4 separate regions of the Mus musculus genome follow, and regions 1, 2 and 3 are each linked to region 4. A link is a contact called in public HiChIP or PLAC-seq data. All regions are on one chromosome and are shown on one strand. The core of a region is the stretch at or near the end of the contact, and the rest is flanking DNA. Distances in the headings are between cores, read along the strand shown. Region 1 has its middle 23 kb from the start of Il17f. Region 2 has its middle 22 kb from the start of 6720483E21Rik. Region 3 overlaps Paqr8 (progestin and adipoQ receptor family member VIII). Region 4 overlaps Gsta3 (glutathione S-transferase, alpha 3).

Region 1 (4,837 bases), core at 1,479-3,978, 490 kb before region 4:
AGAGACACACATGAACAATCAATATATGGCCTTACATAGTCAGACTCTAAGACAGGTAAAAGGCCTGCAGCAATCCTCACAGGGCTGGGGGAGAGTAACTTGTTATTGGTGCTTATGTATTGATTTCGACAAGGTGACCCCAGCTGCCAGGTGCCCTTTTAGAGCATGAGCTTAAGCGTCTCTATTGATCTCTGTGTCACAACTATTAATCTCATGTGCTACAGGTTTGTTTTTTTTTAGCATCTAACTTTTTAATTATGTGTATGTGCACACATATTGCTGGTACCCACAGAGGTCTGAAGGTGCCTTCAGTTCCCCTGGAGCCAGAGTTAAAGTCAGCTGTCGGCCACCCAATATGAGTTCTAGAAATGGAAATGAGATCCTCTGTAAGAGCAACGAGTGTTATTAACTATTGCGCTATCTCTCCAGCCCTAAGAGCAAAGTTTCTAAAGAAGGGCTAGAAAAAGTATACCTCCCTTTCCTGGCTGAGGAGTTACTTCCTAGAAAAGTTTATCTTTCAGTCCTTGTCCAAAGTGATGCTTCAAAGAGAACATTTCAGCAGAGAACCAAAATGAACTTGGCCAGCAGTGTTTCCTGCTAGAGTCCCACAAATCACAACACTTGGTCTCTTTTGCTGGTATTAAGACCCAACCAGAGAGTGAAAGGCCCTGTGAACGCAAGGGGTACAGTGTCCCAAAGATGTGAAACAGCTGCCCACACAGCCACACAACTCCCCACTCAACCCTGCCACCTAATCGTCCTTTGTGGGAAAGGTCAAAGGTGAATGAAGTCACAGACTCCAAGCACATCATGTCTTAAGTGTTGTTGTCAGACAGTGTTTGTGATTTATTTTAATTTTGAACTCCTATGACTACAGTGAAGGTCATTTTGGAGGCCCACAATGTAGGTCAGTCATCTTGGTTTACATTTGTGGAAGGAGAGCTCTGCAAACAGCCGCTTCCTTCCCCTGAGGTTACTGTAAGAAGTGGCCTACTTCAGGCAGATGGTGAGAAGCCAGCGTCGGGTCCCAGAATGCTTCTCATCGGCTCCCACACAGAGCATGCCGCACTCAAACTGAAACAGCTTCGGTACTGCCGCCTTTCAGAACCTACCACATGGGTGAGTCAGAGAGACTTCCCAGCCTGCACTGCCAGCTGTCATCAGAGATGGTATTCAACTGCACTGACCACTGGACAAAGAAAGTCACCTGTAAAAAGACGGTCGAATGTCGGCCTGAACACATGAGTTAGTAGTCTGCATCAAAGGACCAAAAACAGAGGTTACAAATAGATGGATCGTGACTCATATGTCCAGAAGGATGTAGTTCTAGCCTGGAAGCTGCATGCTTAAGGTAATCATGAATCCAAATTGAGAAATAATAACTCCAGGGGAAAAAACTTTCCAAAGAAGATAGCTGGGGCTACGGCTCATTTGTACTCTTTGCTTTTTATCTCTTCGTACACAAAACCCTGGTTGCGACATTTAGCAGTGTGCTGTGCAACACCTGTAATGTCTACATTTACGTGATAAAGATAGAAGAAGATCAGACATTCCCAAGATTAGCCTGGCAGTGGTGTCAAATATCTTGACTCCAGAGGCCGGGGCAGGCAGATCTCTTTAAGTTTGAGATCAGTGTGTGGTCTACAGAGCTAGTTCTAGGATAGGCAAGGCTACACAAAGAAACCCTGCCTGGGGGGGGGGGAGTTTAAGAAAACAGAAGTTCAAGTTCTTCCTTTTCACAAGGCAGATTTGAGACCAGCCTATACTGCATTCAAAGGAGAGACAGAGGTGACAATGGCACTTGAGTCACATAGCACTTTATTGGCTTCCAACCAGACCAGTGCTGCTCTGTTACAGATTAAACAGCATCAATTACTATTTATTATTATTATTATTATTATTATTATTATTATTATTATTATTATTATTACTCCCAAACAGTTCACTAGATGAAATCCTTATCAGCAGCACCCTGCTTCCTCCAAGGTCTTTAGGAACAATCATTTGTCTAGGTAAGCTGGAAACAGGCTAGAGGACTTGGCTAAGAGTTGTAAGACTCTGAGTTCAATCTCTATCACTGAAAAACAAAAATGGTGAAAAAATAAAATAAAATAAAATAAAGCATCAGTCCGCCAGTCCTGGGCTTGGGGGTCTCCTCCTCCATCTTTGAAGCCAACTGTGTTGCATCCTGTGTTTTTCCCCAGACATCCTTTTCCTCTGTCAACCATCCTACCTGTCTCAAGGACACTCGGAGTCATATTTAGAACCCACGCAGATAACTCAGGATAATCTCTCAATATCAAAACTCTTCCTTTAATCATATCTAGAGTCCCGGTTTTCATACATAGTAATATTCTCGGGTACACATTTTAGGATGTAGCTAACTTTGAGGACTATTTATGGGGATAATAAGTAGTGCACAAATCATGCACAGATGCTTTGCTAAGAAGAAATTCATGCGTGCAGTGCTCTAAGAAACTGAACTCATTGGTCAGATTACCCCCATATTCCAGGGGCACTGTGGTGCTGGCTAATGGAGCGTTAGTAAGTACAGAAAGCCTGAGGCTGGCCTGGGCCTCTCTTCAGGGTTTCTGAAAGGCAAGCATTTTCTACCTTGCATAAAAGCCTCATGAAACTTTTTTTTTTTTACAAATGCACACTTTGGGGTTCTTTAATCATGCAAATGCAAAGTAGAGCACTTTGGACAGTCCCCGGGGATTCAACTGCTCGTTGTCAAAGTTGCTCCCAAAGGTCATTTATCCTGTGGGTGGAGCTGCATCCGGGCAAACTGTGCAATCTGTGAAGATACATTTTTACCTTTCAGTCTTTTGTACCAGTGGACATTGTTACTTATTGCAGGACTAGTATGTACTTGCATGCTTCTATTTGTAGCTGTGGTGGCTAAAACTACAAAGAGTTAAATGGTCTGTGATCAATTCCTGGTGGATGATAGAACACACAGTGTAACTGAAGTGCTGGGGAGAGAGCTCAGTGGTAGAGCTCCTGCCCAGAATGTGTACAGCCACCCAGACACTCGCGCGCACGCGCACACGCGCGCGCGCACACACACACACACACACACACACACACACACGCACACACGCACACACGCACACACATGGGCACACACAAATGGATCAGTTAAGAATCATATTCATCTTACTCATCTAGATTCACAGTTTATGATTGAATGAATAACATATAATGATATACAGTTGAATGAATATATAGAAAATAAGAAGGGGGCTAGAGACTGGAAATTTGGATCTAAGCTTACCTGCACATACTACTCTTGCAAAGGGCAAGAGTCTAGTTCCTGTCACCCATTTCAGGGAAATCAAAGCCACTGAAACTCAAGCTCCAGGAGAGCCAATGCCCCTGGCTGCCACAGGCACCCACACTCATATGGCCATACCCGTAACTAACACATGTACACATAATTAACACTATTTGTCTGTTTGTTGTTTATCTGGTTATGTACACATGTATACTTCATTCTGCCTGCATGTATGCCTGCAGGCCAGAAGAGGGCACCAGATCTCGTTATAGATGATTGTGATCCACCATGTGGTTGCTGGGAATTGAACTCAGGACCTCTGGAAGAGCAGACAGTGCTCTTAACCTCAGAGCCATCTGTCCAGCCCTAATTAACAATTTTTAAAAAGTCATTTAGAAAGAAAGAAAGGAAGGAAGGAAGGAAGGAAAGGAAAGGAAAGGAAAGGAAAGGAAAGGAAAGGAAAGGAAAGGAAGAAAGGAAGGAAGGAAGGAAGGAAGGAAGGAAGGAAGGAAGGAAGGAAGAAAGAGAGAGAGAAAAAGAGAGAAAGAAAAAGAGAGAGAGAAAGAAAAAGAGAAAGAAATAAATCCTGGGATATGATCCTACACTCTAAAATAACCATTCTATTGATATGATTAATATTATCATATGGTAGGTCAACTAGAAATTTCCTGATGCCAAAAATCACTATCACATTTTGGTTTTAAAAAATCAGGAAATGTTCATCTTGGGATTCTGTGAACAGATTGATTCAGTAATCTAACTAGTCAAAAAAGCTAAGAGCTCAAAAAAAAAAAAAACAGGACAGGGAAGATCTGTATTACACTGAGACCCTCTGTGGCCTCATGACCAACAACCAATAGAGAGAAGTTCTGTATATGAGATTTTGTTTGATAACTCATGGCTGTTAGAGGCAGCATTAGTTCGGCTGTAAAGCCTACATCTTTCTGGCTCTCATATTTTATAGTTGGAGGGTTTCATTCATGTGGCTGTTTCATGTTCCCTTCGTTTTGGTTAACACTCCCTCCCTGCCCCACCCCATCCCTCTACCCTTAGCCCTGCTTAAACTCTCTACCCCCATATTTCCCTCTCTGTTTTTAATATCACATATCCGATGTTATTTCCCCTCCCTTGAATCATCCCCCAGCTCCAATCGACTCTGTTCTAGCTTCCTGTATTCTCTAGCTATTCCAAGCTAAACATGTCAATCTAAAGATTAGGAGCTAAGATTGATCCAGAGAGAGAGACAGTGTTTGTTTTTATCAGACTGAGTTACCTTGCTCAGTAGAGTTTTCATTCAGTTCATTCATCTACCTGTAAATTTATAATAATTTCATTTTGTCTTTGCAGATGAAGACAATTTCATTGTGTGTGTGTGTGCCAGCCACCTTTTCATTATCCATCATCAACTGACAGACATATGTATGACTGAGCCAATTCCCTGGCCTTTGTGGATAGGATAGCAATGAACACTGTTGGGCAAAATTCCAGTAGCACAATCCAGAGTCCTTAGGGTATGTGCCCTGGAGTGCTTGCCTATAGTAGCTCTATTTCTTGTTCTTC
Region 2 (4,985 bases), core at 478-2,977, 390 kb before region 4:
GCTGCCAACTAGAGTGGTACAAAGTAATGTCAGGGCAGCTTACTTGTAGTCTGTGTGTATGTATGTGTATGTGTGTATGTGTGTGTGTGTGTGTGTGTGTGTGTGTGTGTGTGTGCACGCGTTGTCTCTGTGTAAATGTGCATGATGTATGCATATAGGTATGTGTGCATGCCATAATGTCTTTTTCAACCACTTCTCTACCTTATGTTTTGAAACAGTCTTTCACTGAGCCCGTTGATCACAGATTGGGTGGATTGACTGGCCCACAAGCCCCTGGGGTCCTCCTTGCTCCCCTGAACTTGGGTTAGAAACATTCATGGCCATGCTCTGCTTTTATGTGGGTGCTGGGGTTCTACAGTCAGGCCTTCATCCTTATGCAGCAAATACTTTATCCACTGAGCAACTTACTCAGTGTTTACTCCAAGCCCCAACATACTTACAGTCTGCTTCTCAGAGAGACCCCTGGTATAATCTCTTTTACCAGTTCAGATCACAATACTATACTTGATCATCATTTATATTTATTTCTACTTTTATTTTTCCAATGCTTGCATTTTTGGTTTAAAATGAACAATGTATAAATATAAATATCCACAGGATACATGTATCATCCAATCTATGCATATTTTTAGAATTTGCTTTCAGGAATGTGGTACCTTCCTTAAACAGTGTATGGCCTCTGTGCTTTATTTTCTAGCTAGAAATTACATCTATGAATATTATCTGTTAATTTATATATTGCAAAAAAAACTCTAGGCAATATAGGATATTAAAAGGAATGCAAGTTTTGGTACCCAAAAGATACAAAGTTAAGTCTTAATTTTATTACCAGATATTTGATGTTGGGTGCAGGTATTTAACCCTTGAAAATCTTCGATCCCTTTATAGAAAGTAAATATAGTAATGGGAAGTTTCAGGAACATGTGTTCAGTAACTTGCATATATGTTAAGACGATGGACTGTTAGATGTAGAGAGCTCATTGTGACGAGGGTATGGAGATGGGTTCTCAGCTAAAGTTCTTGCTGCCTAGATACAGAAGGGTCATACAGGAAGATGCGCTGAATCTCTCTAGAGAATCTCTTCTAAGTACTACCTGTCAAGAAAAAAGCTGATGAGCAATGAGCTGAGGCAGGAAATAGGAGGTGGGACATTGGCAGGAAGTCAGAGGATTCTGGGAAATAGTGCAAGAATAAATAGAGTATAAAAGAGAGATTCAGGAGAGCCATGGGGGACAGATGGAGGGAGATAAACTGAGGAGACAGACAGACATAAACCAGCAGGGAGACACTGAGAGGACTAGAAGAAAGAACCAGGGCAGGAATGAAGGAGAAGTAACTAACTACATGGCAGACACAGAATAATTTAAATGGGTTAAATAAGTTATGAGCTAGTCAGGGAATGAGCCAAAGGCTTATGGTCTAGGCATTTATTAATAAATATTTAGTCTCAGTTGTCATTCCAGGAGCAGAACTGGGAAAGGAAAAAAAATGGATACATAATTTTTTAACAGGCAGGTTAAGTTATGGTGAGAGTAATTTTTCAAAGACTTCAGAGTGTGTTTACAATAGTGAGTCTGACAGCTTCAAATTGTATTGTATAAGACAACAAAGGTTTGATTCTCCCCCGCTGTGTTAGCTCAGTTTCTCTGGGAAACCTTTCTACATGTGAATAGGCATGCAAGGGATGCGTTGAAAGCAGACACAGCAAAGGAGGTTTCAAGTCTGTGGCAGAGAGTCAAAGCAGCAGGCCTGCATAGGCGGCATCCTGGCTGTCAACACAGTGAAGAGACATTCTTCCGGGCCAACAGAGAATTCATCACGAGCCAAGGTCACTTGCTGGAAAAATCCTCTGCTTTACAAGAATAGGCTGAATGGGAGCCCTCAGCATCCTGCTAGTCATTACTGGAAGAGTTCATGGGAAACACAGCCTTGGACGGGATACACTGGTTGATGCCGGGGGGCTAGGTGTTGTACAGTCCACCATCGCAGGATACAGAGAAGGAGACCATCTTTAGTGAGTCAACAAAAGCCAGTTGGACTTTCAAGCCCAAAGCTCAGGCAGGGAATCTGGTGTGTCATAACCCAGATGTCGTTAAAACTACGAATAATCCTCAGATAAAATCACAAAATGGAAGGGCTAAGAGTACAGTTCCAGCAACATCAGAATGTAAGGAAGTACATGGTAAAGTATAGATTTCACGCTCTTTGTTAGGGTGTCTATAGCATACTGAAAAGCTCAGGTGGACGTGTAGTCAGGTGTCCAAGGGTCTGACAATTACACTGGCAATTACACTCACATAAGGCTCCCATTCAGGGCTGAATAAGTCAGGTGATGGAAGGCAATAAAGGCAGGATGGATTCCCTAGGCGGGTATTGTTGGGAACTAAGAGGGTGTGGGGGAAGGAGCGGGGAGGGAGGATAGCCTGCATCGGGCCAGAGTTCCTCCTTTGCTCTGGGCAGGCAGACGCTTTCCACTCGGACCCGGGTGGCCATCTAAGCCACTGACAACACTCGATGGGGGGGAGGGGACTGTGGACAAGGGGCAGCCCCCAATAGGGGGCCCCAGGGATACAGGAGAGAGGGCAGAAGGAAAGAGATTCCCACTCAGGCGAGAGTCCTTAGTCTGGGCCTTGACTGGAGCATAAGATGGTCTTCCATCGGGAGATTACAAAAGGCTCATTAGAGGAAAGCCTATCCCATCGTCCAAACACAGCGGGCCTTGATGAACCGAGACAGTCTATGGTTTTAGAGCTTTGCTGTAGAAAGGCAGGGAGAAAGGAGAGAAAGTGGAGAGAGAGAGAGAGAGAGAGAGAGAGAGAGAGAGAGAGAGAGGCAGGCCATGGCCAAGAGGAGAGAAGGGGGAAAGGAGAGAGAGAAGAAATAGAGAGTAAGAGAGAGAGAGAGTGAGAGGAGAGTATGAGGAGAGGAGAGGGTAAGAGGAGAGTGGAGAGTAAAAAGAGTAAGGGGAGTAAGAGAGTTGGGGCTAAACAGCCCCTCTTATGGTAGGCTGTTATCTTTACTGTTGCTAGGTAACTGGGGAGGAGTGTAACCTGAAGGTCAGAAGCTTGGAACATTGTCTATGTGACTGCTAGCCATACTTCACCTGTGGGGACTGTGGGGGGTGGTAACTTCGACAGGAGCCTTGAGTCCAGGAGATATGAGGGAACTCTTTCTGTCCCAAGTAGGTGACACCACCAGTTCCCAGGGTTCCACACCTCAACTCGACTAGAGACCAAACTGTGCATAGCCCAATGCCCCACAGGGTATACAACACAATTTCAAAACTGTCCTGGTGGGCAGTTTTGAAGTCATGTCCTCACCAGGAAGTACTTCTTAGTTGTGGCTGAAGCAGCTACACCGTTGACAAGTTCATTCTGAGTGTGGCTTTTTTCCTGGTAACTCCATCGGAGTCTATTCTTTTTCTCCCTGAATCCACAAGCCAGTGATATACCTGGGGGTATCCTTGTCTGCTTAAACCAGCTATGAGTATTTGAAACATGACCAGTTATAACTAAAGGAGCCACTAACCAAAGAGTGTAGGTGGGCTGGACAGAGAGCCCTGACACATATGTAGCAGATGTGCAGCTCAGTCTCAGTGTGGGCCTCCAACAACTGGAGCAGGGGCTGTCCCTAAAGCTGTTCCCTGTCTGTGGAATCCATACCCCAACTGGGCTATCTTTTCAGGCCTCAGTGGGAGAGGATGAGCCTAACCCTACATAGACTTGATGTGCAGGGTGGGGATGGAGGGGGTGGAGGGAGGGAATCTGTGATGGAGGGACAGGGAAGGTAGCAGTGACTGGGATGTAAGATGAATTAGTAAATTAAGGGGGGAGTAGCTTGTTCTCTCTCTCTCTCTCTCTCTCTCTCTCTCTCTCTCTCTCCAGCTACTCACACACTCCCATATGTGAGTGGTGAGTTTGGTGTGGTAAAAATGAGGGAGGTGCCTAGGGAATAGACATCCTTGATACCTCCATGCCTTCTGTACAGGAAGCACAATGGGAGATGCACAAGATTGGGATTTGGCCTTCACTCTGATGTTCCAGGCTTCTGGTGACCTTGGGTGACTTGCATATAGGAAGCTTTCTTCCCTGGAAAGGAACTGTAATTTTTTTTTTTTTTTTCATCTCACCAAGTGACTGTGATGTCACGGAGGCATGGCAGGCATCAGGCAAGTCAAAAGTACTTTGAGTTTTCTAAGTGGTTAAAACACCTTGGGGGAGATACCACTCAATACTGCTTTCTTCACAGGGATTCTGGCCAAATGAGAGGATGCTCAGCAAAGCAAGCTGCAAAGCCTATTGTTAGGAGGAAATAGGCCTTGGGGGAGGTCACATCTTAAAGCACAAATTTCCCCCAGTGCTTTAATGATGGGGCCATGCTATAGAGGTCTGGGCCTGCAGAGAGAAGGGAGACATGAAGATAAACTTCATTGTTTTGTGTGTGTAGTTTTCTCTTTTGGCACGCTAAAAGGCACTGCCATCAAAGGACAGTTGTTGACTCTAAACCTGCTGGGGAGGATGCTGAGCTGTTGGAGGTAGAGTTGGCTACAGAGATACAATCGGAGAGTGGAGGGAACAGACAGTTCATTGCTTGAAATGAAGTAGAAGATTCATTTACCAAAATCTTTGGTGTGCCTGCTTTTGCTCACAAACACCCCTCTTCTCCTTGCCTGTGGGGAGCTCTGAAGACCCTGTGCCAATCAATAAACCAAAATAGTAAATTTGGGAACCAACTTTCCTTCCCTGCCTAGCTCAGTCCTGCCCTTGGCCCCTCTAGAGGTAGAATTCATGTCCATTTTCAGCCCTTCCCCCTTTTACTTATCCTCACAGGAACACATGAACGATACTACCTGCCTAGGGCCCCAAGGTTCACAGATCATAGCCAAAGAAGGCTCACTGCCAGCATTTCTTAATGAAGGAGGTAGATTATTTTCCCTCTGTGGATTATTTAACTCTTGGGGTAGGGGTGGGGGTGGGGGTGGGCAG
Region 3 (5,308 bases), core at 1,760-4,259, 340 kb before region 4:
GAATTCGGTAGACTCTATGTCATCTAGTTAAAAGGAATGGAGAGTTAATATATACCATGGACCTACAACTGCCTAGCATAGGCTGGATATTCGGTGTATGTGGATCTTAATGATAATTTGTTTGCAGGTGGAGAGAGGGCACTCGGTTCCAAAGATGGGAAAAGGCATCTCCCATTTCTGGTAGGAGCACAGGAAAGCTGGGTGTGATGATGAAGGCCTCGGGGAGATGGAGGCAGGAGGATTGGGAGTTTAAGACCTTTGTCAGCTGCATGGGAATTTTGAGGCTGCCCTCGGTTCTTTGAGATTCTGTCTCTAAATAAATAAATAAATAAATAAATAAATAAGGAGCATAGGATAGAAGCAGGTTAGTTGGAGAAGCTTGGTTGTCTTTGGAGAACATTCAGTTTGAAATAGCTTTGTTACAGCTCAGCAGAGATGTTACAGTTACATCAAGTGGGCAGCAGACCCTTACTCCATGACAGCCTAGTTTTCTGCAAATCGCAGACTCTCTGGTTTTCCTGGCAGCTTCATGTGTGTTCCCCACAACCATTCCATGGATTCAGATTCACGAACAATAATGAGGGAGATAATGGCACAGATTAAAAACTCACCAAGTTTGTGTTAAAGAGAGAAAACATTTCCCCCAAAGCCCTAAATATCTTAAATAAAGTAGTATGTAAATGTCTTATATAAAGTAGTACGTAAGTATAAACCTCAGCATGCCACGGTCACAGAAATGCTGAGACTGGACATTCAAACCAGAAAAGGAACATTGTGTCTTTCTCTTACCCATTCAGGTCATTCTTGGTTTTGTTTTGCTTTTGTGCTGGGAACTGAATGGAGGCCTTGTGTATGTCTGTGTAGGGCAGTACCAATGAGCATCTTATCCCCAGCTGATTTCTTACTTTTTGAGGTACAGTTGCTAACTTGTCCAGGCTTGACTTGAGCTCACCATGCAGCCCAGGCAGTCCTTGAACTTGTAGTCTTTCTGCCTCAGCCTCCTGATCAGGCTGGTTCACAAGCTTGCTTTATCAGGCCAAGCTTCCGTGTATTCATTCATACAGAGACTATTCCCTGAGCACTTACTGTGTACTATGGACCGTTCTAGGCAAGGGTGTGATGGTAAATACGCCAGACCAGGATTCCTTTGCTGAGGGAACCTGTCTGGGCTAGCACAGAGGCTAGGAAGAACAGACAATAAACATAACACACAATGTATTAGTTTCCTATCCATTCAGATGGCTGCTGTCTAAGAAAATGGGGCTAGAAAGATGGCTCAGTGGTATCCGGTTACTCTTCCTGGGGACTGAGGTTCAATTCCTAGAATCCACATGGTCACTCATAAACATTTGTAACTCCAATATGCAAAGAATCTGATGCCCTACAGACATTACAGGCATGAAATACACAGACACACATGCAGGGGTTGGGGTGCACTGATACAAATACAGTAATACTCTTAAGAGAGAAAAACAGAAAAGAAGCCAGTATTGAAGCTGTGCAGAAATTGGAACATTCTGGTGGATAACAAAAATTGCAGCTGTCATTGAGGATGGTGTGGCGAGAATATTTAAAATTCCATTTTAAATGTTCTCAAAATATTTAAAATGAAATTACTATTATCCAGAAATCCCACTTCAGGGTATGTGTGTACCAAAGGACTGGAAGCACGGTCCTGAGAAGATATTTATACACCACAGTCACAGCAACTTCACTCTCAATAGCCAAAAGGGTGGGATGACTCCTCTACTGACAGACAAACATGTAGACAAAGCGTGATGTACACACACAATGTTGACCCTCAAAGAAGTGTTGACACATACTACACACATGGCTGAAACCAGGGGACGTGGTGCCAAGTGAAATGTCACTTATAAGTAATACTATTCATTGAATCCCAATAAAAAGCTGAAATGTTCCTTTGGTAAGGATATAGAAAACTGGTTTTTTTTTTCCTTTTAATTTGTGTATGTGTGTCCATATCTCTGTCTCTGGAGCGTGTATGTGTACATATGGGTGTACTTGTCCTGAGAGGAGCATGCAGAGGCCCCACTTTGTGGGGGTCAGTTCTCTCCATGTGCTAAGGATTAAATTCAGGTTATTCGGTTTGGAGTCAAGTACCTTTGCCTTGACTTAATGTTCCCAGCAAACTACTTTTAAATATTGTTGGTTGAATTATAAATTGTCTCAATCATTTTTGGAAGACAGAATTGCAGTCATCGTAGTTTAAATGCATATAGTCCTAGCAATTAATCTTCCAGGATTTACTTCATAGATATATTAAAAAGTGTGCTAAGAAAAAAAAAAGAAAAAGAGATGTCACTTATAAAAAGATTTTGAGTCCGTGAATATGAAGTCCCAAAAACAGTACATAAAACAAAAAAATAGTTTCCAGGGGCCAGAGAGAAGAGAGGAGGGAGGCCTGAGCAGGAGATAATGGGCTTTGTTTTGCAGGAGAGAAAGAGTTGTGGTTTAGACAAATGAGTGTGCTTAACTACATTCTGAGAAGGGAAGAGATGGGACACTGAAATCAGCGGTGCATGTCTGTGATGTCAGGGCTTAGCAGCCCGTGTGGGAGTTTTGAGGTCATCTGGGCTAAATAATGAGACTCTGGAAGAAGAATAAGGAACAAGGTTGAGAGAAAAAGACAGAAGAGGAGGAGGAAGAGGAGAGGAGTGGGAGGGAGAGGAGAAGGGGAGGAGGAGGAGGAAGAAAAGATGAGGAGGAGGACAGGATGAAGACAAAGAGGTTAAGCTGGTAAATTTTGTGTACTTGAACACACAGAGGGAAAGTAATACATTAAGCTACAAGGAGTAAATCTGAAATGAAACGGGGCAGAGTGTGGTGCCTGGTGGAGCGCCAAGCAGCTTTAAATCAGGAGGGAGGCTGGGTTTAAATCAGGAGGGAGGCTGGGTAGCTCCTCGAGAAGCGGAGGCCTGAGGAAGGCCTGAGAGGGCTTGTTTATCTCCTGGCAGCCATGGTGATCTTAATCTAAGACTAAATCTTCCAGGGCCCGTGGGCGTGGGCGCGGGCGCGGGCGCTGTGGCAAAGAGCAGACAACGTTCAGGCAGTGTCACTGGGAGGTTGCTGAGGTTGAAGCTGGGGTTGGCCACTTTTCAGCTTGGTTAGAAAGACAATCCAGGCGCTCAGGTGGCACCTGCACTGGCTTTAATGAGATGTCACCTGAGACCACAGGTCAGGTGACTGCAATGATAAATGCTTGTGACCCTTTCTAAAGTTGAACTGGAGCCTAGAAGCAAAAAAAAAAAAAAAAAAAAAAAAAAAAACAAAACAAAAAAAAACCCCCAGAGGTGTGATTTTTCTTTGTTTCTTTCTTTTTATCTTGGTTTTTCAGGTTGTTATTGAGCCTGGGGAGGCTTGGCTTCCTGGGAGCTGAGAAAACATTCATTTTCAGTATGAATTGTAAGTCCCTCATAACCTTGGGATTTGCAAAGCTTCGTCTGACCTTCTATCACCATCTAAGTAAGGAGGGAGCTCAGATAGTCTTATTTCAGGTACTCTTTACCTGATATATCATGTGACATGGAACGAGGAGCCGCCTAGAAAACTCTGTGACCTGGTTGTGTTTTATGGTGAACTTAGGAGACCAGTGTAAATGGTATCAACTTACCACTGTTTAAGACAACACTTTGTACTTATGACGAAATTAGGAAGAGACCGGCACCCTTTCTTTGCAGTCTTCAACTGATTCCCACAACTCAGTTTTGATATCACTTTTCTAGATGTGATAAGAAAATGGTAGGCTCAGCTTGAATCTCTGCTCTGCAATCAGGAAGATTTCCGGGCCACCACATTCTGACCCTGAGGAGGTTCACACGAGGGGCGGCCAATGACTTTGCCTCTCCCACAATCCTGCTCTCTAGACAGGGGTTCTGAAACTGCACTGCAGGGATGGGGAGGGGTAGAAACAGGCTCTTTCAGCATGTGTCCTTTCCACACTATGACGGTCATAGTTGGAAAAATATATTCCACCAACCTTGAAAATGGTCCCTACTCCAGTTTTTGGTAACCAGTCTACCTAATGTTTGACTTCCTTTAGTTTATAAACAAAATTCTTTCCTCTCTTCCTCTCACCTTCAACCTGTTCCTTCCTTTCTTCCTCTCATGCCTTCCTTCCTCCCTTCCCCTTCCCTTCCCTTCCTCCTTCCCTTCTCTTCCTCTCTCTCTCTTTCTTTCTTTCTTTCTTTCTTTCTTTCTTTCTTTCTTTCTCTCTCTCTCTTTTTCTTTCTTCCTTTCTTTCTTTCTTCCTTTTACTTTTTATTGGTTCTTTATGAATGTCACATCCTGCATCCCGATCCCATTCATCTCCCCATCCCCTCCTCTTCTCTCCACCCTTTCAACCTCCCTCACAACAGAGACATAAACATTTCCTGTGGAAGCTATAGTGTGTCACAGTATATCCCACACTTTTACCTTTTGCCCACACTTCTTTGCTTGCAAATGTTCATTACGATGAGTCTGGTATAAGGCCTCTGGCTTCTGCTACTTTATCACTGCTGGAAGCTCACTGGGACTCCGCTTGGATACCCTGTTGCTGCCCTGTGTCATGGAGATCCCATAGGTTTGAATCTGTAGGACCAGCCTCTTTATGGATTCCAGCAGTTCCTTGATGGGGTGGATGTTGGGGTGGGGCCAATTCAAAGCCGTGGATCTGGGCATGAGAGGTATCTAAGCTGGCTAGCCTGTAGGCTCTCCCGCTCTTATGCCCTTAGGGCTGGCTCACCAGCAACCCCCACAGCCAGAGCCAGCTCAACCCTGCTGCCCAGGTGAGGTACAGGCCTGCTCTCCTGGGTGCTGCAGCAAGTGAGGGGCTGGGACAGTTCACCTGCTCAGATGACCTCAGGAACAGCTCTCCTGCCTGCCATAGGTGGCGAGGAGTGGATGAGGGGCATTGCTTCCCCCCCCACCCCCCCCGTTACCGAACAGAAGACAATGGTGGAGCCAGCTCTTCCACATTCGTGCCTTTGGGGATGGCTAGCCTGTACCCCTGCCACCAGGGTCAGCTCTATTGTGCTGCCCAGGTGAGGCACAGGGCCTGCTCTCCCAAGTGCTAGCACTGGTGAGGGGCCAAGCCAGTTCTCTTGCTCTCATGACCCCAGGGTCAGGTCTCCCGCCCGCCACAGATGGTGATGGGTAAAGGTGGAGGAGATCTCTCCTTCATCCATGCTATCACACCAGAGATGAGTGGTAGGGCCAGCTCTCCCATGCTCATATCCTTGGGGCTAGCTCACCTGCAATACTCAAAATGTGTGGGATCTCTCAGGAGCAGTCTCAGGAGTGTTATGCC
Region 4 (5,528 bases), core at 793-3,292:
TAATTACATTAGTACTTAGCATGATTACAGATATAGTTCTCAACATATTAAAGGATTTTATCATTTATAAGGTGACTGACTACTAACTTGCATTTTTTTTTTTTTAATTTCTCGTGACAGGGTTTCTCTGTGTAGCCCTGGCTGTCCTGGAACTTGATCTGTAGACTGGGATTAAAGGCTTGTACCGCCATGCCTGGCTCCAAAATAAGACTTGTAATTACAGTATCCAAACAGCTAAGGCTTAAAGGAAGAGAAGCTAGGTAAATATTACTATGAACATACTAGACCTTAGGAGTTTATAGATCTTAATTATTTAATATACCTTATTCATTTAACATATGTTGCTACTTATCTAAATTTTCTAGCAGTTTGTGCTGAATCATTAGCAAAGACAGAAAATTTCATACAGAATATTTTAAATTAGAGTTGAACCATATATATATAATGTGTTGTGGCAAATATAGCCTTAAATTTCTACCATCATCACACAAAAGGCCATAGCAATTTAAAATATTTGAGACTTGCTGCTTTCGTAGTCTAAAAGGAGATAAATTAATGAACAGTTCATTATGACAAAGAAGTGTTATGATTGTTGTTTTATGTAGTGAGGTCATCTTAAGATGGCAAAGTCACATGGCAGGTTGTCAGCCATGTGACTGACATGGTTGCTATTTAAAACATTTGTTTTCCTAATCTATCTATCATCTCTCTATCTTTTTAAATGAGCTATATTCACGTTACATGCACATATACCCTAAACAAGAGTTGAAACACATATACAAACACCCATGTATACAAACACCCATGTATACAAACACTCATGTATACATTTTTAATTCTAAGCCCTTTGTTGTAAGTTTAAAGCCAAATTTTGTTGCAGATTATATACGTTTTAAACCATATCTAATGGGTAACATACAAATCCTTAGATAACAATTTACGGCATAATCTTAAGATGTTTTGTTTCTGAGAGCAGAGTGCAAAGAAATCAGGAGATAAGATTTTTTTTTTTTTTAAGTGTGGGGATTTGGAATCTTAGAGATAAGAGAATTTGAGAGTGTGTAGCAGAACAAGTTTAGACATAATATATTTGTGAATCATTTGTCCATGGCAGTGGGAATTTGGAAATCAGGTATGCCAATTTCTGGCCTTTGAATTTAGCCAAGCTGTTGTATAAAATCTGAGTCCATGTAGGAAGAGAGAGCAGGTGTGTGCTTAGCTTAGCACAGGCCCCAGAAAGCCAATGGCAAAGTCCACATGGGGAGGCTGCAGGAGCCAGTACTATGTGGCAGACATAAAGTGTGCTCTAGAATTTGAACTTACAGACAAATGATAAGTGCATGCCTCAGGAGCGTCGGATCAGCAGCTTGGTTTGAGCAACCACTGTGGTGGGAAAACCCAAGGGAGGACTTCGAACATGGCGTCCTACTTGGTGGCCTGGAGTGGAGGAGGGTTTGCTCTGGGTTAGATGTCTTTGGGTCCTAAGGCTCCTGAACAAAGATCCGCTTGCCCAGGCACATCCCAGCGTGGCGAGGGATCCTGGGGTTCTTAGACCCAGAAGTACCTTGTGCTTCTTAGGTTGCTGGGAAAGGATAACTTACCTAGTCAAAAGTTGATCATGTCAAGCAGAGAAAAAGAGAGGGGAAAGGAGAGGTCCTCAATTACCATGAGGACTTAACTCCTCCCTCCCTGGCCTAAGGCAACAACATAATAGGTTTTCTCTGCCCATGAAATAAGCCAATTCAAACCAAATTAAAAGTAAAAAGGGGCAGGTTATTTGTGGGGCAGCTCTCAAGTGGATTCATCAGTCTCAAGGAACAAGGCCAAAAAAAATCACCACGCAGACAGGGAGACTGAGGTGGGGGAGAAGAAAGAGACAGCATGTGCCCAGGGAGGGAGGGAGGACAGGAGCAGCAGGGCAGGAGGAGGAAGGAAGGAAGGAGCGAAGAGGAAAGGGAGGGAGAGGGAGATGTAGGCCTCTGGGGGTAGGGGAAGCCCAGCCCTTAGGCTGGAAAGTTTAGGGCAGAGGGTGGGGTATGCCAGCCACACCCTGTAACAGCAAAGGACTGAGGGATACTGGGAGAACCTAGAGGCCAGGTCCCCTTTGATATGTTAAATAACCACCTACTCCAGGGTTTGAAACCCAACCACTCCTTTCTTAAAATATCTGCTGTAAATTTCCATCAATCAAGTTTAGCTTGTAAGACTCTGGGAAGCCGTAGCTTACCCGGGACCCACTGTGTGAACCATGTGGATCTGGGATCTATGCAAAAAGCAAGAGGAATGTATAGTTCCAGTGCACTGGGGTCATCCCAGACCCGAAGGAGAGGCAGTGACCCCCAAGATCTATTCGGGGAGTTTTTATATGGTTTCCAGGGGTGGAATAGAGCATCAACAACTAGGCACAATTAGAGGAACAGTGTGCTCTTTAAACTGATTTATCTTTAGGGAACAAGGTGACAAAGACTACCCTGATCTGAAGGTGAGCAAGTCAGTCCTGTGGAATGTGTCCCAATGTGGTCAGGTCGGTTCCCACCCTGTGATCTGAGAAATGTTCATTAGTCCCTCCCTTCTGCAGGGTGCGTGTTTCGTGACCTTTCCAAGTTCCTGATCTGACCCTTTCAAGCTCACCTGTGTACCAAACTTTAAAAAAAAAAACAAAACTTTTTTTTTTCATATTATCTATAGACAGGAGCCATTAAAGTGAAAATCCTGGAGCACAATGAACTTAATCGATAAAGACTTGTTTATTCTTTCTGTTTTCTAGTTTGAAGAAAAATTTCTGAAAACTCGGGATGACCTGGCAAGGTTACGAAGTGGTAAGAAACAGATGTAAATGTTCCTGAGGGGGGTTCTGGTGGAAGCTATAAGCGTTTAATCATAAGTCAGTACCTATATAAGGTGGTGGTTATTATTATTATGGGGGGCTGCTACACCACCTCATTTAAATATCTATTCGGGGGTTTCTACCCCACTTCACACCATATTGTTCCCAGATAGAAGACAAGAAGCCTTTAGTATTATAAGAAGCTTAAAAGCACTAGAGCTGGGCAGGTATCAACCCTTTGTACTATTTTGTCTACATCCTGTGGTGATCCCTGAGATATAACTTGCCTTGCTCTGCCTGGGATCTGCCTACTCCATCCATGGCCCACATGTCCATGTGTTCACCATTCACCTAACTCGTGGTGGCTTCCTTCCTTTTCCTCTCCCTTTCTCATGGTCCCTACCTCAGACTCCAAGTCCTGGAAATTTCGCTCTACCCCTCTCTTCTGCCCAGGCCTGGCTGTAGGCATCTTTGTTAACCAATCAGGGATAACTTCAAGTACAGCATCGTTTGTACTTGAAGATCTCCTGGAGTACTGGGACCTGGTCTCAGCGGCCAACATTTAGCATCTGTATACATAGCAGCACCAGACCAACTCCCTACAGGTAATTGTAGTGTTCACTGATGAAAGGGTAGTAAGTTTAAGTCAAGGGTCTTCTCTATGAGCAGATCTGAAAATCTCTCAGTTTAAGGAGCTGAGAAACTCTTTGTGTCTGCTGAGAAACCATCCCCAGGGCCCCACAGGTGTCCCAGCTTTGCTTCCACATGCTCATTGCAGTTAGCTCAGGCTCCCACAGTACCCTCCATCCACACACAACTCACTGGATGCCAGGAGTAAATATGTCAATAACTGACCTTGAGGTCTAACAGGTTTAGCAAACTAATTCCATAGGAATACTGTATTCTAGGATTAACAGAAAGATTATGCTGATTATGTGGAAGACTATGAGAGAGGATAAGGGGAGAAAGGGAGAAGGGCAGCACCTATGGGTGAGGGTCACTGGGCCTACCCAGTACATGTTGTCCCTTGGTGTTAATTGAAAAGCACACAGGAACCTACATAGAAGCAGGGTCATGATTTTCCTTTGATGTCATGAATAACATGAATACTTTAGGACTGTCTTTTTTATTGTAAGGAAATCTGTTGACAGTACAATTATCCCTCCTTCAACTTCACCCTAAAATATATATGAGGATGAAATAAACACACCATCATATCCTGTCAACAGACACAGTATAAGTGTTTATGGTAAAAAATAAGAACACCAGTAAAATAATTGTCTACATCTTAGAAGACACTAAAGATGCAGGAAACAAAAAATTAGGTGCTATTTCATTGAAAGTTACCTAGTAATTTGTTTCTAAATTTTCAGCCATCTGATTAAATATTTTGTTTTGAATGTATCTAACCATAGATTTTACGACTTATTCTCCTTTCTCTTTGTTTCGTCCAATAGATGGGAGTCTGATGTTCCAGCAAGTGCCCATGGTAGAGATCGACGGGATGAAACTGGTGCAGACCAAAGCCATTCTCAACTACATTGCCTCCAAATACAACCTCTATGGGAAGGACATGAAGGAGAGAGCCATGTATGGTAGACTTTCTCTGGAAAAGATTTTTTCCTTTCTTGAGTGAACAGAACTATAGCAAGGGATTCATGAACACAGTGGGGTTGTGTGCTTGGATATACATACACTGACATCAGTTAGGGGAATGCCATGGAGATGGAGGAAGAATATAAGGGGTTAAAGATGTATCGTTGTAGAATAGGAGATATTGGAATCCTGTTTCCATAAAATTTGTTTAATCTTTAGAAGCAATATTCTAGTCAATATAACTTTGGACAAAGGCCAAGTCTTTAACTAACAATAAAGAGAGGTATCCAAAGAGCTGACCTTCTAGTTCTGGCCATTATAAGACATATAACAGTAACCATGACCCTCGGTTACCATCTAAATCTACATATAGTCAGCCTGCTTGTAAGTCATAGAGTCTGGTGCAGAGACACAAGGGTTGCATGGTACACGGTGCTTTTCATGGGAACTGAATGAGGGTTTTTTGAAGCTGCCAAGACTAATCATCAGATCTCCTCTCTCTATGCTACATCCACTCCATTCAAACAGAAGACTTCTGTGGAACTGTGGATTATTTCTCAAAAGTTAAACATCAAGCCACCAATAACCTAGCAGTTCCTTTACTAGACACATACGTAAGAGACATGGAAATATATGCTCAGGAATAATTGCACAGGAATGTGCAAAGATGTGCCAGTTATAGTGTTAAAAAAAGTGAGCCAAGTGTTCACCAAAGCCTGAATGCAAAGAAGAACATTGCTTGCTAGACATTCAAGTCATTCAAAGTGGAATGCCACTGGATGTGATGGCATTTGCCTTTAATCCCTGAGCTCAGTGACAAAGGCAGGCAAACTGCTGAGAGTTTAAGGCCAATCTGTAAACTCAGCCAGAGCTACATAGAGAAACTCTGTATACATTTTGAAAAGTCCAAAAGGATTGCTAATCTGCAAGTAAAAATCAAATTACTACTACTGACTCCAAAGCCCCATCAGAGGTAAACAACTTTACCACCGCCGTTTGAGTCTTTTAAGTATGAAACCCCAGGTAAGGGAGCTTTGGCCGAATGTTTGTCTGTCTTTCAGCATTGACATGTACACAGAAGGAGTGGCGGATCTGGAGATAATGA

What was found. HiChIP or PLAC-seq counts read pairs in DNA pulled down with a chosen protein or histone mark.
Region 1: an H3K27ac HiChIP or PLAC-seq map of embryonic stem cells shows a contact between it and region 4, with 2.2 times the contacts expected there. The contact joins two enhancer-like sites. A contact is called at or near these places in 2 of 39 promoter capture datasets (the 3T3-L1 cell line and pre-B cells), 1 of 484 Hi-C or Micro-C datasets (embryonic stem cells), 5 of 115 datasets of contacts at active chromatin or transcription factors (all in embryonic stem cells) and 1 of 9 other capture datasets (embryonic stem cells).
Region 2: a contact with region 4 is called in an H3K27ac HiChIP or PLAC-seq map of embryonic stem cells, with 2.7 times the contacts expected there. The contact joins two enhancer-like sites. A contact is called at or near these places in 2 of 39 promoter capture datasets (the 3T3-L1 cell line and pre-B cells), 2 of 484 Hi-C or Micro-C datasets (both in embryonic stem cells) and 1 of 115 datasets of contacts at active chromatin or transcription factors (embryonic stem cells).
Region 3: an H3K27ac HiChIP or PLAC-seq map of embryonic stem cells shows a contact between it and region 4, with 5 read pairs. The contact joins two enhancer-like sites. A contact is called at or near these places in 6 of 39 promoter capture datasets (the 3T3-L1 cell line, the C10 cell line, cranial neural crest and 3 more), 4 of 484 Hi-C or Micro-C datasets (the G1E-ER4 cell line, embryonic stem cells and uterus), 4 of 115 datasets of contacts at active chromatin or transcription factors (embryonic stem cells and extraembryonic endoderm stem cells) and 3 of 9 other capture datasets (adipose tissue, embryonic stem cells and liver).

The regions. Positions count from the first base shown.
Region 1 is chr1:20,758,928-20,763,764 of GRCm38.p6, forward strand. No RefSeq gene overlaps it. Among named protein-coding and RNA genes, the nearest start is that of Il17f, 23 kb to the right of the region's middle. Within about 2 kb of position 2,729, at least 5 of the 459 cell types and tissues checked have an H3K27ac peak or open chromatin away from gene starts, as enhancers often do. A contact at or near this core is called in embryonic stem cells, where this site is marked.
Region 2 is chr1:20,865,879-20,870,863 of GRCm38.p6, forward strand. No RefSeq gene overlaps it. Among named protein-coding and RNA genes, the nearest start is that of 6720483E21Rik, 22 kb to the right of the region's middle. Within about 2 kb of position 1,728, at least 38 of the 459 cell types and tissues checked have an H3K27ac peak or open chromatin away from gene starts, as enhancers often do. A contact at or near this core is called in embryonic stem cells, where this site is marked.
Region 3 is chr1:20,909,767-20,915,074 of GRCm38.p6, forward strand. All of the region lies in intron 1 of Paqr8 (progestin and adipoQ receptor family member VIII), which reads left to right. Among named protein-coding and RNA genes, the nearest start is that of Gm24171, 3.1 kb to the right of the region's middle. Within about 2 kb of position 3,010, at least 63 of the 459 cell types and tissues checked have an H3K27ac peak or open chromatin away from gene starts, as enhancers often do. A contact at or near this core is called in embryonic stem cells, where this site is marked.
Region 4 is chr1:21,254,564-21,260,091 of GRCm38.p6, forward strand. Gsta3 (glutathione S-transferase, alpha 3) reads left to right here. Exons shown (of 7, transcript NM_010356.4): 3 at 2,768-2,819; 4 at 4,285-4,417; 5 at 5,485-5,528. The region is part of intron 1 of Gm28836 (a long non-coding RNA gene); the gene reads right to left. Among named protein-coding and RNA genes, the nearest start is that of Gm28836, 14 kb to the right of the region's middle. Within about 2 kb of position 2,043, at least 19 of the 459 cell types and tissues checked have an H3K27ac peak or open chromatin away from gene starts, as enhancers often do. A contact at or near this core is called in embryonic stem cells, where this site is marked.